Linked DNA regions of Oryctolagus cuniculus: region 1 is linked to region 2. Evidence: chromatin contacts called from public Hi-C data. All regions are on one chromosome and are shown on one strand. The core of a region is the stretch at or near the end of the contact, and the rest is flanking DNA. Distances in the headings are between cores, read along the strand shown.

Region 1 (6,164 bases), core at 3,209-5,708, 46 kb after region 2:
CGGAACTCTGATACGGAATATGGAGATCTCAACTGGCATCTTCACCGCTGGGCTAAAGGCTTACCGCTAATTGTGGAGGTTTTAAAATTTTTTATAACAAATGTTAAATGTGGGAGAGGCGCTAACACATCCTGTTTATTCCCAGGCTGTCTCTCTAGATTGGTTATACGTTCTTCCAGGAAATACCCACACTGAAATATTGACAGACGGAATGATATGATGCCTGAGATCTGCTTTAAATTAATAAAGAAACTGAACCTGCCAAAGAGACTCAGGAGCATCAGGGACCTGACTCCTCCCCTACTTGGAATCCTCATCCCTCGAGAGTTTATCAGAACGCACAGGGCCAGCAGCACAGCCCAGGAAGGCGGGAAGAGACGGTCGAAGCTAGGCGAGAAGTATATGTGGGTTTTCCACGTAGTGCTTGCACAGACTCAAGTTTTTCCCCCAATATAGGTTTTTAATAAACAATCTCTCCCAAGTCCATAAAATCAAAGCATATGAAAAGGCATGTTTTTTCCTCAAATATCAAGAGAATCATGGCACCTAATGCCATCTCCCCCACCCAAAGAAACCTTTTATTTAAGGAATACAAATTTCATAAATACAACTTAAGGAATATAGTGATTCTTCCCACCATACCCGCTTTCCCATCCCACTCCTACCCCCTCCTCCCTCTCCCATTCCCAGTCCCATTCTCCATTAAGATTCATTTTCCGGCCGGCACCCCAGCTCAATAGGCTAATCCTCCGCCTAGCGGCGCCGGCACACCGGGTTCTAGTCCCGGTCAGGGTGCCGGATTCTGTCCCGGTTGCCCCTCTTCCAGGCCAGCTCTCTGCTGTGGCCAAGGAGTGCAGTGGAGGATGGCCCAAGTGCTTGGGCCCTGCACCCCATGGGAGACCAGGGGAAGCACCTGGCTCCTGCCTTCGGATCAGCGCGGTGCGCCGGCCGTGGCGGCCATTAGAGGGTGAACCAACGGCAAAAGGAAGACCTTTCTCTCTCTCTCTCTCTCTCTCTCTCTCACTGTCCACTCTGCCTGTCCAAAAAAAAAAAAAAAAAAGATTCATTTTCAATTAACTTTATACACAGATGAACTCTATATTAAGTAAAGATTTCAACATTTGCACATGAACACACACACACACAAACTGTTTAAGAACAAATTTTACAGTTAACTCTCATAATACAATTCATTGAGGACAGAGGTCCTGCATGGGAAGTTAGTGCACAGTGACTCCTATTGTTAATTTAACAACGAACACTCTTTATGTATGACGTCAGTGACCACCTGAGGCTCTTGACATGAGCTGCCTAGGCTATGGAAGCCTTTTAAACCCACAAACTCTATCAGTATTTAGACAAGGCCATAAGCAAAGTGGAAGTTCTCTCCTCCCTTCAGAAAAAAAGTACCTCCTCCTTTATGCCATCTTCTTAATATCATATTTAATTGTTCTGTAGATAGAGCAGCCATTGGTTCTACCGTCACTTTGCAAATTCTGAGCAGGTCACTAAAGTAAACCCAACCAACAGGTACCAGGTTGTATACAGACCTGGTGTGAGGGTGGGAAGAAATGGTAAATGAAAACACTTCAAAAAGCTCACAGAAAATGAAATTCAAGCATAAGTTTATTTTGATGCAAAAAGTTTTGAAAGCCATGCATAATTTTTTTCAGAATATGACTTTTCCAGGAACCTTTGGAAGACCCTGTAAATGCGCAGACTTCAAAAAATGTTGCACTGAAATAAACTTCTCTTTCAATTCCATTTCCACGGACCTTCTGAAGCGCCCTCGTATACATTAGAGAACCTGTCAGTTCCAGATCTCGGAGTCTTTCAGACTTGATCTTCTGATGGTTGGCTTTTTTAAATACACTTCATCAAATTCAGCCATGGCTTGAGAGACCTCTAAGTGCATTTACCTCTAAAATAATTCACAATAGGAAAGTGATTCCAGGTTTTAATTCCAGAAGAGAAAAGTAGTTTTTAATAATCCTAAACTAGCTCTTTTTGAGAGGATAGTAGATTTTTTTATTTTACAAAGAGCAAATCCCTAAAAATGTATGCCAGATTCATTCCTGGCCTCCGGTATTTAGAGAAATGAAATGCATCCACTGTTTGGCAGAATTTAGTCTGACAAGTGGAGTGGAGAGCCTAACGGATCCAATTCCGCCCTTGTTGAGAACACTTGCCGCTCTGGAGTTTTCCAGAACACTCGGGGAGCGTAGCAGCAGATCCCAGAGATGGGGCTACAGGGGTGGGATTTTTCCCTTGATGCACAGGTCCTGAACCTCATTCACCACAGCACAGGACCGACCCCAGCAAGATCATTCAACATCAAAACATTTCACAAGGAGAGCAAACGGGCAGCAGGGGAAGCATAAACTCTCGGGCTAGGCTCGGGGAACCCAATGTTATTCGAACAATTACTTTGGGTTCATTGAGTTCTCCCAACATTCTTAAAGTTTGGTCTTGAAACTGCTTATGTGTGGAACGGCAAATAAGCAGTTTTTACACACACACACACACACACACACACACACACACACACGGGGCATGTACCCATTACAGAGCTCAGCTGTGAGCCTTGGCAGGTTTTTGGGTTTACTTGGCTGCCTGAAAGGTTGTTTCCTTTGCTTGTCTCCCCGCCATTCAAACAAAGACCTGCTTCCAGCTCTATCAAAGCCCAGCAAACGCCACAGGGCTGGATACTTTGCAATGGTGACAGTGCTCAGAAGCAGAGCTGGCCGCAGTCTGCAGCCTTACTTAGAAACGGGCACCCTTTTGTCCCAGTGCCAGCCTTCCTGATTGGAGGAGGTGGGACCGGGGCCCCAGAGCAAGGCAGGCATCCCCAGCTCCGGACCTTGCACTCCTGAGGCTCATCCATAATGACAGGTTCAGGTTGTTGAGAAGTCAATTCTGCACAGCAGCCTGCAAGGCTCCAAGACCCACCCCCACCCGGCTTGGGCCTCCTGTAATGACCAGGTGCCAGCGGGCCTTTCCACACACCCTCTCATTATCTCCTGAACTCACCCCAAAGACACTGGAGCCAGCCTACACCAGATAACTATACATTTACATGTGCCTGCGGGAGAACAAGGGCCTGGCCCCCAGTCCACCTGTCACTTCTTCCCTCCCACAAACATGCCTACTATGTGCCAGGCCCTGGTGATAGCACCGGTGCACAAAACAAGAAGAACCGTTGCCCTCTGGGAGTGGACGTTGCCAGCACAAGCGCTCGGCTCCCCAAAGCAGCTGAGTTATTTCCTCCCACTTTCTCGCCGCACGCCCCAAATTTCCAGTCCCTCAAAGAGGTAGCTATACCCTCATTTTATCGTAGCAGCTTCATAGACAGACACAATGCTCTGTGCACTCTAATGCACTTGAACTCGGAGACACGCGTCTCCGCTCTCCAGCCCCAACACCTCCAAAAACTTCAACGCCTGTGGAGCCGTGTTCCCCGGCTGCAGCTCTGGGCGCCATCCAAGGGGGCAGTGGAGGGGACCAGCCAGAGCCCCGGGACTGGCCCCGCCAGGGCGAGCGGACAGGCGGGCGGTACTCACCGAGGAGCCAGCCCAGAACGGGCACGAGTTCTTCACCTGCGGGGAGCTGCTCAGCGACAGCGCCCCGAAGCTCAGCGCCACCATGCAGCAGCCGAGGATCAGCTGCAGCAGCCCGAGCGACAACAGCGGGCGGGCGGGCAGCAGCGCGGAGCCCGGGGCCGCGCCGGCCGCAGCGGCAGAGGCGGCGGCGGCCCGGCGGGAGGAGAGCGCAGGCGGTGCGGCCAGTACCCCGGCGGCGGAGGCGGCGGCAGCGCAGCGAGGCCGCGCCGGAGGCTGCAGCGCGCCCCGGGGCCAGCGCGGCCGCAGCGGGGGCAGCGGCGGCTCCTGGGCTGCTGCGGCCGCGGCGCCCGAGCCCCCGGCCTGCGGCCCGCCCGAAAGCCCGGCCACCGGGCAGCAGGAGCCCGGGAGCACCACGGGGAGGGACATGGACCGGCGGGGGCCGGAGCAGCCGGCGGCGGCGTTGGCGGCGGGGAGAGCACGGGGAGCGAAGCCGACGGCGCCGCGCACTGGGCACCGCGGGCGGGCGGGCTCCGGGGCCGAGGGGGAGGGAAGGAAATGCGCACGGCCCAACCACTTGCTGCCGCTGCCGCCGCCGCCGCCGCTGCCCGGGCTCCCGCCGGCCGCACCCACCTGCCGCCCGGCGGGTCCGCCTCCGGCCGGCCCCAGCGCACCCTTACTCTCACCCACGCGCGCCCAGCGCTCGCGCCGCGGCCTCGGAGTCTCTGCTGACCCTGCACCGGCTCCAAGGGGGTTCCAGGATCCGGGCTTTGCCCTCAGTGTTTCACTGAAACCCTCGCGCAGGGAGGGACCCCGTGGCCAGGGCGCGGCAGAGTTGGCACACTTAGAATCTATCCCCACCCGCCGAGCGCCGGCTGAAGGAGCACGCAGGGGACGCGCCGTGGACAGCGATCCCAAGGGAGCCCGGCTTTAAACTCCCGCCACGCGCCCCTCCCGGAAGGGTGCTGCTGGAGGAGGGGCCGTGGGGCGACCCAAGGGGGAGAGGGCTAAGCCAAGGACGTCGGGAAGGACGGGGCCGCGCGAAGTCACGGCGCCCGGGGCGCGGGAACTGCTGACGCCGTGTGCGCAGGGACTTCTCGGCAGTGAGGCCGCGCGGCGGCGGGGTGGCCGAGGGCGTGGGGCGGCGGGGGCGCTTCCCGGCATCGGAGCCGGAACGCCTGAGAAGGTTTGAGGTTAGCTCGAGAGTGCCGTGCCTCTAACCAGAACCTGGGGCGGCCGAGAGCGCACGGCAAGGGCTGCCCTCTGCTCTCCTCGCGCTGGCTCGTGATCTCTCTTAGGAGTCACCGGGCGGGAACACAGAACCCCAAACTTTCGAGGAAGCATCCTAGAAAAATCCTAATCTGCTTTCATAAATTATGGGAGGTCTTCAGAGAGAGAGAGAGAGAGCGCGCGCCTTTGCAAAATGATTTCCCCTCAGAGCATGTCTGTGCCCTCAGAATGCTAGTGCACACGAAGTCCCATATGTGAAATGATTAGAATGGATTTTTCCAGATGAGAACCCCAGCGGAGTCAGTTTGCCACGGTCACTCGCGGTATTGGAGAGCCTGTTTTGCCGGTAGGGTGGGGCTACTTCGCATTCCCCTGCCCCGTGAACCCGGGACCCTGTGGTCAGGGTTGGGGCTCTGATTCGGAGGCGGTGTTTATCCTGGTCATCACTCGCTTCAGTCCACAGTGTGATGGATCGCCCATGTGCGTGTGTTTCCATGTACACTTTTTCATTATTAAAGCACCTGTGATTAACGGTGCCTAGGACTTCCTTTACAGCTCTCAGAAATAAACGGCAAATCCTGGAGGAAAAAGGAGATGTCTATGTAAATAAACATTTTATGTCTGTTGTCTCATGCGTTTAAAAAAAAAAAAAAACCCTTACAGTGTTTTAAATTATGCTCTTAAATGGCAGGTGGTGTTAAATTAAAAGCTTCTTGGGTGATGAGGTTATAGCCTTCATTTTATAAACATGCTTAAAGGTGTTTAATTTTCAAGAATGTATTACACCGTGCACTATGGTAAGTCTGGCTGAGTCTTAAGAAATTCTCTCTGCTAGACAGATCTATTCCACTGGCCAGTCCTTGACACCTGAAACGTACTATTAAAAATGTATTCTTTGTGTCTAAGAATGTTGGTGTGAGAAGCCAGGGTATCCTCTTTCCCTCAGGATGCTTATGACTGGGAAAAAGGGGTGTCAGGGAGGTGGGCAATGATTCATTTCCTGATGAGGGTGCTGACTACCTGGGTGAGGTTTATCAAAATTCAAGGGGTTACGATTCGTGTGCTGGTATATTTCATACTTAAATAAAGTATTTCTAAGTACTTTCCTCTTTTGTCTTTCCCCTCTGCAAGTCCAGATGACAGCAGAGATGATGGGAATCCGTAGATAGACTTTCCTAAGAGTTTTACTTATTTTGTAAGGCCTTATCAAAGCTGCTAATTTGGGGCTGTTGCATTGTCTTTTCTCCTCATATGCTATTGGTCACAGTTATAGCAGCGGGTTTCCCTTCCTGGCTCTCATAAACCCAAGCCTGTGGAAGACTGTCCCAACCTTCAGGTTGATGCCAAAGGACAGTCTCAAGGATTTGGGCTTGGGAT
Region 2 (6,057 bases), core at 1,412-3,911:
ACTGTTAACGTCTCTAAAATGAACTATAATTCTCCTAATCTCCCATGCAGAAGAGCTGCAAACAATTTCTAGACACGCTCCCCCTCGGCTCCCTCCCATTGCCTCCTACAGAACACAGCGAGGACAGTGGAGTGGTTTTCCAGGGCTACATCAACCAGCCAGCAAGGTTAGCACCAGTGATAAGCATTGTCAGTGCCACGTACCTTTCATAAGATGTTGTGAAAACAGGTTTTCATGCTGTGTCTTCCTCTCCCAAGCTCATAGCCATCTCAGTCTAACCATGAGAGAGACATCAGACAGTCCCAAATGAGGTATGTCCCACAAACACCTGAGGAGTACACCTCAAAACTGTCCAGCTCATCACAAACAAGCAAAGCCTGAGAAACTGCCACAGCCACAGTGAGCCTACAGAGACAACCAAAGGCAACGAGGCGCCCAGGAGGGGGTCCCAAAGGACATTCACAAAAATGAGTATCATGTAAAACAGCACGGTCTTTGGTTGACAGCAACATAGCGATACTGATTCATAAATTGTGACAAATGTACTGTCCTAACAGAAGGTATCAATAACGGGGTGAACTTGGTGTTGAGCACATGGGACTTTAAGGTACTGTATTTTTGTAAATCTAGACTATACTGAAATTAAAATTTTACTTTGAATAAGGGGGAAAAAACCCTGACTACACATTATAGCATATTCAAACAATGGAATACTTCCAGAAGGAAAAAGGAACAAATAGCGGCCGGTGCTGTGGCACAGTTGGTTAAACCACTGCCTTGCAGCACCAGCATCCCATGTGGGTGCTGGTTCTAGTCCCAGTTGCTTCAGTTACCATCTAGCTCCCTCCTAATGTGCCTGGGAAAGTAGTGGAAGGTGGCCCAAGTCCTTGGGCCCCTGCACCCACTTGGGAGACCCAGAAGAAGCTCCTGTCTCCTGGCTTCGGATCAGCTCAGCTGTGGCCATTGCAGCCATCTGGGGAGTGAACCAGCAGATGGAAGACCTCTCTCTATCTCTATCTCTGTGTCTCTCCTTTTCTCTCTATAACTCTGCCTCTCAAATAAATACATAAATATATAAAAAGGAACTAAAAACAATTAAAGAAAACCAACCTAAATCTAAAAAAAAATTACATTGAGTGAATGAAGCCGGATCATGTATGACTTCACTTCCCTAAGGTTCATGAGCACAGAAAATAATCTGTAGTGACAGACATCAGAATCATGACTGCCCATCAAGGGTGGGGATGGGGAAGGAAGACAGCAACTGGGAAGAGACACGAAGGAATTTTCAGGAGTGAGAAAAATGGTCTATGACTTTTCTTGGGTGCTGGTCATACATGTGATTTCAATGGTCAAAAAAAATCTATCTAACTGAACACTTATGATCTGGGATTTCACTGTATATATTATGAAGACTAGATTTTTAATAAAAAGAACAGAAAAGAAGATCCTGACTCCAGCTACTAACGCAGGAGTAGGAAATCCCACAATGAATAAGGCTACTTCTAGAATATCTGAACTCAAACAACAAGAGCACAGGATGCACCAGGGATCCCCTCCTCAACTGGAGGGAGTGCCAATGACAAGTCACCACCAAGTCATGCAGACATCACACCTGCCCACCTCCGGAAGGAGGCCCTGGGCCCCAGCACACACACTAGGTACAAAGCCACTAGGCACTGCTCCTCAAGCATACACCTGCATATTGCTTTTTACAATTAAAACTCAAATCAAACTTAGAGACCAAAGAGTCACCTCAATTACTCTAGTGTAGACCACTGTAGCATCTCTGAGACCCGGGGGTATCAGGATATCTCTTTGAGAGGGAGGATCAGATTCAAGGGTACAAACTACTGAAGCTATAAGGCACTCAGTTTCCAGGCTCTGTTCAGCTCTAACCTGGTTACCACCGCATGATTCTCAAGACCTAAGCTTCCAGCTCAACTTTAATCAGTCAGTATACCCTGAAACAGAAGACAGCAAAACACCAGCTGCTAATGAAAGTCCATCACAATCGTGGAGCCCACTCAGCAACACCTGGGGAGGGGATGAATTTATATTTCTTATATTCCCATCATTCTTGCTTTAAAAAATTAACTGTAAGTGATTTGGGCATCTCTTTGTGGAAAGCAAAACCTGGTTCAAACTCAGGGTTCCCACTCACCTGCAGTGCTGTCTTGGGCAAGCCCTATGACACTCATTTTTCTCACCCATTAAACAAGTTTATCTTCCTACCGATGTCACAAGATTATTGTGAGAAGCACACAAAATGATATACAGGAAAGTCCTTTATAAACTGCAAAATGCAGTGCAAACAATTGCATCATTATTAACAACATGCATTTCCTCCCCCGGGGAGCAGCTGGAGATGACGAAGTGAAGTTCACAAGACCAGTTCACGAGGTCTGGTGCCAACACGTCATCCCTTCCCTCCTGACACGTCTCAGTTTATGGCAGCTAGAGCGGACACTCAGATTCTGAGAATAACCTGCAGTGTACTGTTTCTAAAACTTCCCCACAAGGAATTCAGCCTGCAGCCTGCACTGGGCTGCTGACAACTGTGCCCAGAATGCCTCCTGTTCGCCCAACCAGATCCTCCCTCAGCCCTTCAGAGCCCTTCACCAGCCTCGGGGAGGAAGATTTGCTCAGACTGTGCCCGTGGGACTTCGTAGCCTGCTGCAAGCCCAGAGGGAGAGGGGAGGAAGGCTGGGGCAGTCTCCTCCTCCCGGCTCCTCCCCTGCAGCCTCAAGCGAGTCCCCCCACAGAAGCCACACGTCCTCTCCACAGTCCTCTGCCCCTGACTCTGACTTCCAGAATCTGGTCACTGTCCCCTCATCCCTGTTAGCCGCCTCCCCATTCTGCACACCCTTGTGAATTGGCCCTTTATGGATCTCTTTGTTAAGATGTAATTGTACTGTACCAGCTGTTTCTCTACAAAACTTTTTCTTTTACTTAACCTAATTTTTTTCTGCTCATCAAGCGCAGTTCCTATTGCTCTCACCTCAAATTACTCATTACCTGTCCAGGGGAGCAAACACCAGCACAAGGCTCAGGGTTCCTGAGTTCTCTTGGAGCCCATTCGTCACTGGGATTGACTCTCAAGAGGCAGAAAGCCCAGAGCTGACAGACAAATGTGCTTCTAGAACTTGGATTTTAGACCATGAGACATAATGGGAGACAAAAAGCAAAGGGCTTGCCCCGCCTCACCTTGTGTTTTTTGTTTTGGTTTTTTTTTTTTTTTTTTTTTTTTTTTAGAATAGGATGTAACCTCCAGGGCCCAAGGAACCAGACCTCACACAAGGACAGGCAACATGAGCTAAGCCTCCATGCTTTGCATGTGATTTCCCATCGCTAACTTCAATCTTGAGTATTTCAAGACACTCATAGCAGAGACCTCTACGCAAAAGGCACTGTGCTCCTCAGCTCAGCACTCGGAATCCACCTTGGCTCTCATCTCTTGCAGTGGCACCGTCAGTTCATTCCAGTCTCGAGGAAGTGACCCAGGAACAGAAGGCATGGGGAAGCTGGGGCGATCCAGAGGCAACACCACTCTCACCCTGCTTAGCTATCCCTGCAAAGCATTCTTCCTGTCCCTTGCCACACAATGTTATTAAATAATGATGCCTATCACAGCTTGGGATTGTTGGTGTCTTTTCTGATACAAGATTTCATTCCCTAAATAGGCTGACTTTCCCCTACTGCCTAAGGACTTTTATTTTGTTCCTTGTCTTCCTACTGCTCCAAGTCAGGATGTCACTTAAACTCACGATCTGTGTTTAAATAAATAAACAGTCCAGTAGTGGTGGGAGGGCATCACATTAAAAATGCATGGCGGCCAGCACTGCGACTCACTAGGCTAATCCTCTGCCTGCGGCGCCAGCACACCAGGTTCTAGTCCCGGTCCGGTCGGGACGCCGGATTCTGACCCAGTTGCCCCTCTCCCAGGCCAGCTCTCTGCTGTGGCTCGGGAGGGCAGTGGAGGATGGCCCAAGTGCTTGGGCCCTGCACCCCATGGGAGACCAGGAGAAGCACCTGCCTTCGGATCAGCACGGTGCGCCAGCTGCAGCGCGCCGGCTGTGGCGGCCATTGGAGGGTGAACCAACGGCAAAGGAAGACCTTTCTCTCTCTCTCTCTCTCTCTCTCTCTCACTGTCCACTCTGCCTGCCAAATTAAATAAATAAATAAAAATAATAAATAAATAAATAAAGCCCTGCACCCATATAGGCACCAGTTTGAGTCTAAGTTGTTCCACTTCTGATCCAGCTCTCTGCTATGGCCTAGGAAAACATTAGAAGATGGCCCAAGTCCTTGGGACCCTGCACCCACATGAAAAACCCAGAAGAAGATCCTGGCTCCTGATTGGCACAGCTCCAGCCATTGCAGCCATTTGGGGAGTGAATCAGCAGATGGAAGACCTCTCTCTCTGTCTCTACCTTTCTCTGTAACTATGTCTTTCAAATAAATAAAATAAATCTTTTAAAAAATACATATTGGTTTAAAATGGGGACTTGAGCAGAAGTATTTCACACTATTTGTTCCTGAAAACCCACTAAAATAACAGTAAAAGAAAAAACTTTTCATTGTATTTATTTATTTGGAAGGCACAGTAGAGACATAGACAGACAAAGATCTTCCATCTGCTGGTTCACTCCCCAAATTCCTGTAACAGCCAGGACTGAGGCAGGCTGAAGCCAGGAGCCCAGAACTCAGTGCAAGTCTCCTGGGTAGGTGGTGGGGACCCAGTCACTTGAGCCATCACCACTGTCTCCGCATTAGCAGGAAGCTGGAGTCAGGAACCAGAGCACAGCAGTGGTGCCGTGAGTTAAGCTGCTGCTTGCAAAGCCCGCATCCCATATAAGCACCAGTGAAGTCTGGCTGCCCCACTTCAGATGCAGCGCCCGGCTGTTGCACCTGGGAAAGCAGCGGGAGATGGCCCAAGTGTGGGACCAGAAGGAGTTCCTGGCCCAGCCCTGGTCGTTGCTGCCACTTGGAGAGTGAACCTGCAGATTTAAAATCTCTCCCCTCTTCTCTCTTTTCCCTTCCAAGTAAAGAAAGAAATAAATCTTAAAAGAAAAAAAGACACAGAGCCAGGCATGAATCCTTGGCTCTCCAGTGTGGGACGCTGGTGTCTTAAATGCCAGGCTAAACACCCAACCCCGGAAAACTTTTCAGGCAGAAATCCACAAAGGCAGAACAGGAAGACAGCAACAACATTTCAGAAGGTGGCCCTGAGCAGACTGCCTCCATGACAGCAAGGAGGAAGCCAGACCCCAGCAGGATTCACTCCTGAGAAGGCCCAGATGTGCAGAGACGAGGCCTCTGGGAAAGCAGGCCTGAGAAGAGGTCTATTTTTAGTCTGCTGAAGAAGCAACTAGAAAATAGTGCAACCACTATGGAAAACTATCAGCATGTTCCAATAGAGTCAAACATCTGTGCCCCAGCACTTTCACCCCAGACATATCCCCCAGGCCAGCTGGTGCACGTGTCCACTACAAGGCACAGACAAGAATGCTCACAGCAACTTGTTTGTAACAGCCCAAACCAGAAACAACCCAAGTGCCCAAAGCCAAGAGAATGGCTAAACAGATTACAGCATATTCACAGTGGAGTAAAACCCAGCAACGAAACGGAGGAAGTCACGAGTCTCAGAAACATGACACTGAATACCGAGGCCAGACACAAAGTGTACACGCTGGCTTCACCCATACATACGAAGGGTCTTTAACAAGGTCATGGGAAATGAGCATTATGAAAATACCTTGCCTGGATTCCAAAATCCTTCCTACCAAAATAAATTTATCTTTTAATTTCATTTCCCAAGAACTTTTTGAAGACTCCTCATATGAAGCTGTAGAAAACACGAAACTAATCTATACTGGGGTAAAAAACAGAACCACAGTTACCCCGGCAGGGAAGGGGCATAGGAAAGCTTACAGGACCCGGAAACATTCTCTAGACTGGGATGATGGTCACATCGGCATAGATGTGTGTGTGTAAAAATTCAGCAAGCTACACACTTCAGATATGTGCCTTTTACTGTGCATAAATTCTCTTTTA

Evidence for each region. Hi-C and Micro-C count contacts between places; a contact is called where the count stands out from the background.
Region 1: a Hi-C map of psoas muscle shows a contact between it and region 2, with 6 times the contacts expected there. The contact joins the promoter of ENTREP1 here to the enhancer-like site in region 2. A contact is called at or near these places in 2 of 6 Hi-C or Micro-C datasets (psoas muscle and skin fibroblasts).

What each region holds. Positions count from the first base shown.
Region 1 is chr1:161,114,407-161,120,570 of mOryCun1.1, forward strand. It overlaps ENTREP1 (endosomal transmembrane epsin interactor 1), which reads right to left and starts at 4,459. Exons shown (of 11, transcript XM_002708235.4): 1 at 3,561-4,459. The coding sequence starts at 3,986.
Region 2 is chr1:161,070,525-161,076,581 of mOryCun1.1, forward strand. All of the region lies in intron 2 of ENTREP1 (endosomal transmembrane epsin interactor 1), which reads right to left. Among named protein-coding and RNA genes, the nearest start is that of ENTREP1, 45 kb to the right of the region's middle. Within about 2 kb of position 2,662, at least 1 of the 8 cell types and tissues checked has an H3K27ac peak or open chromatin away from gene starts, as enhancers often do.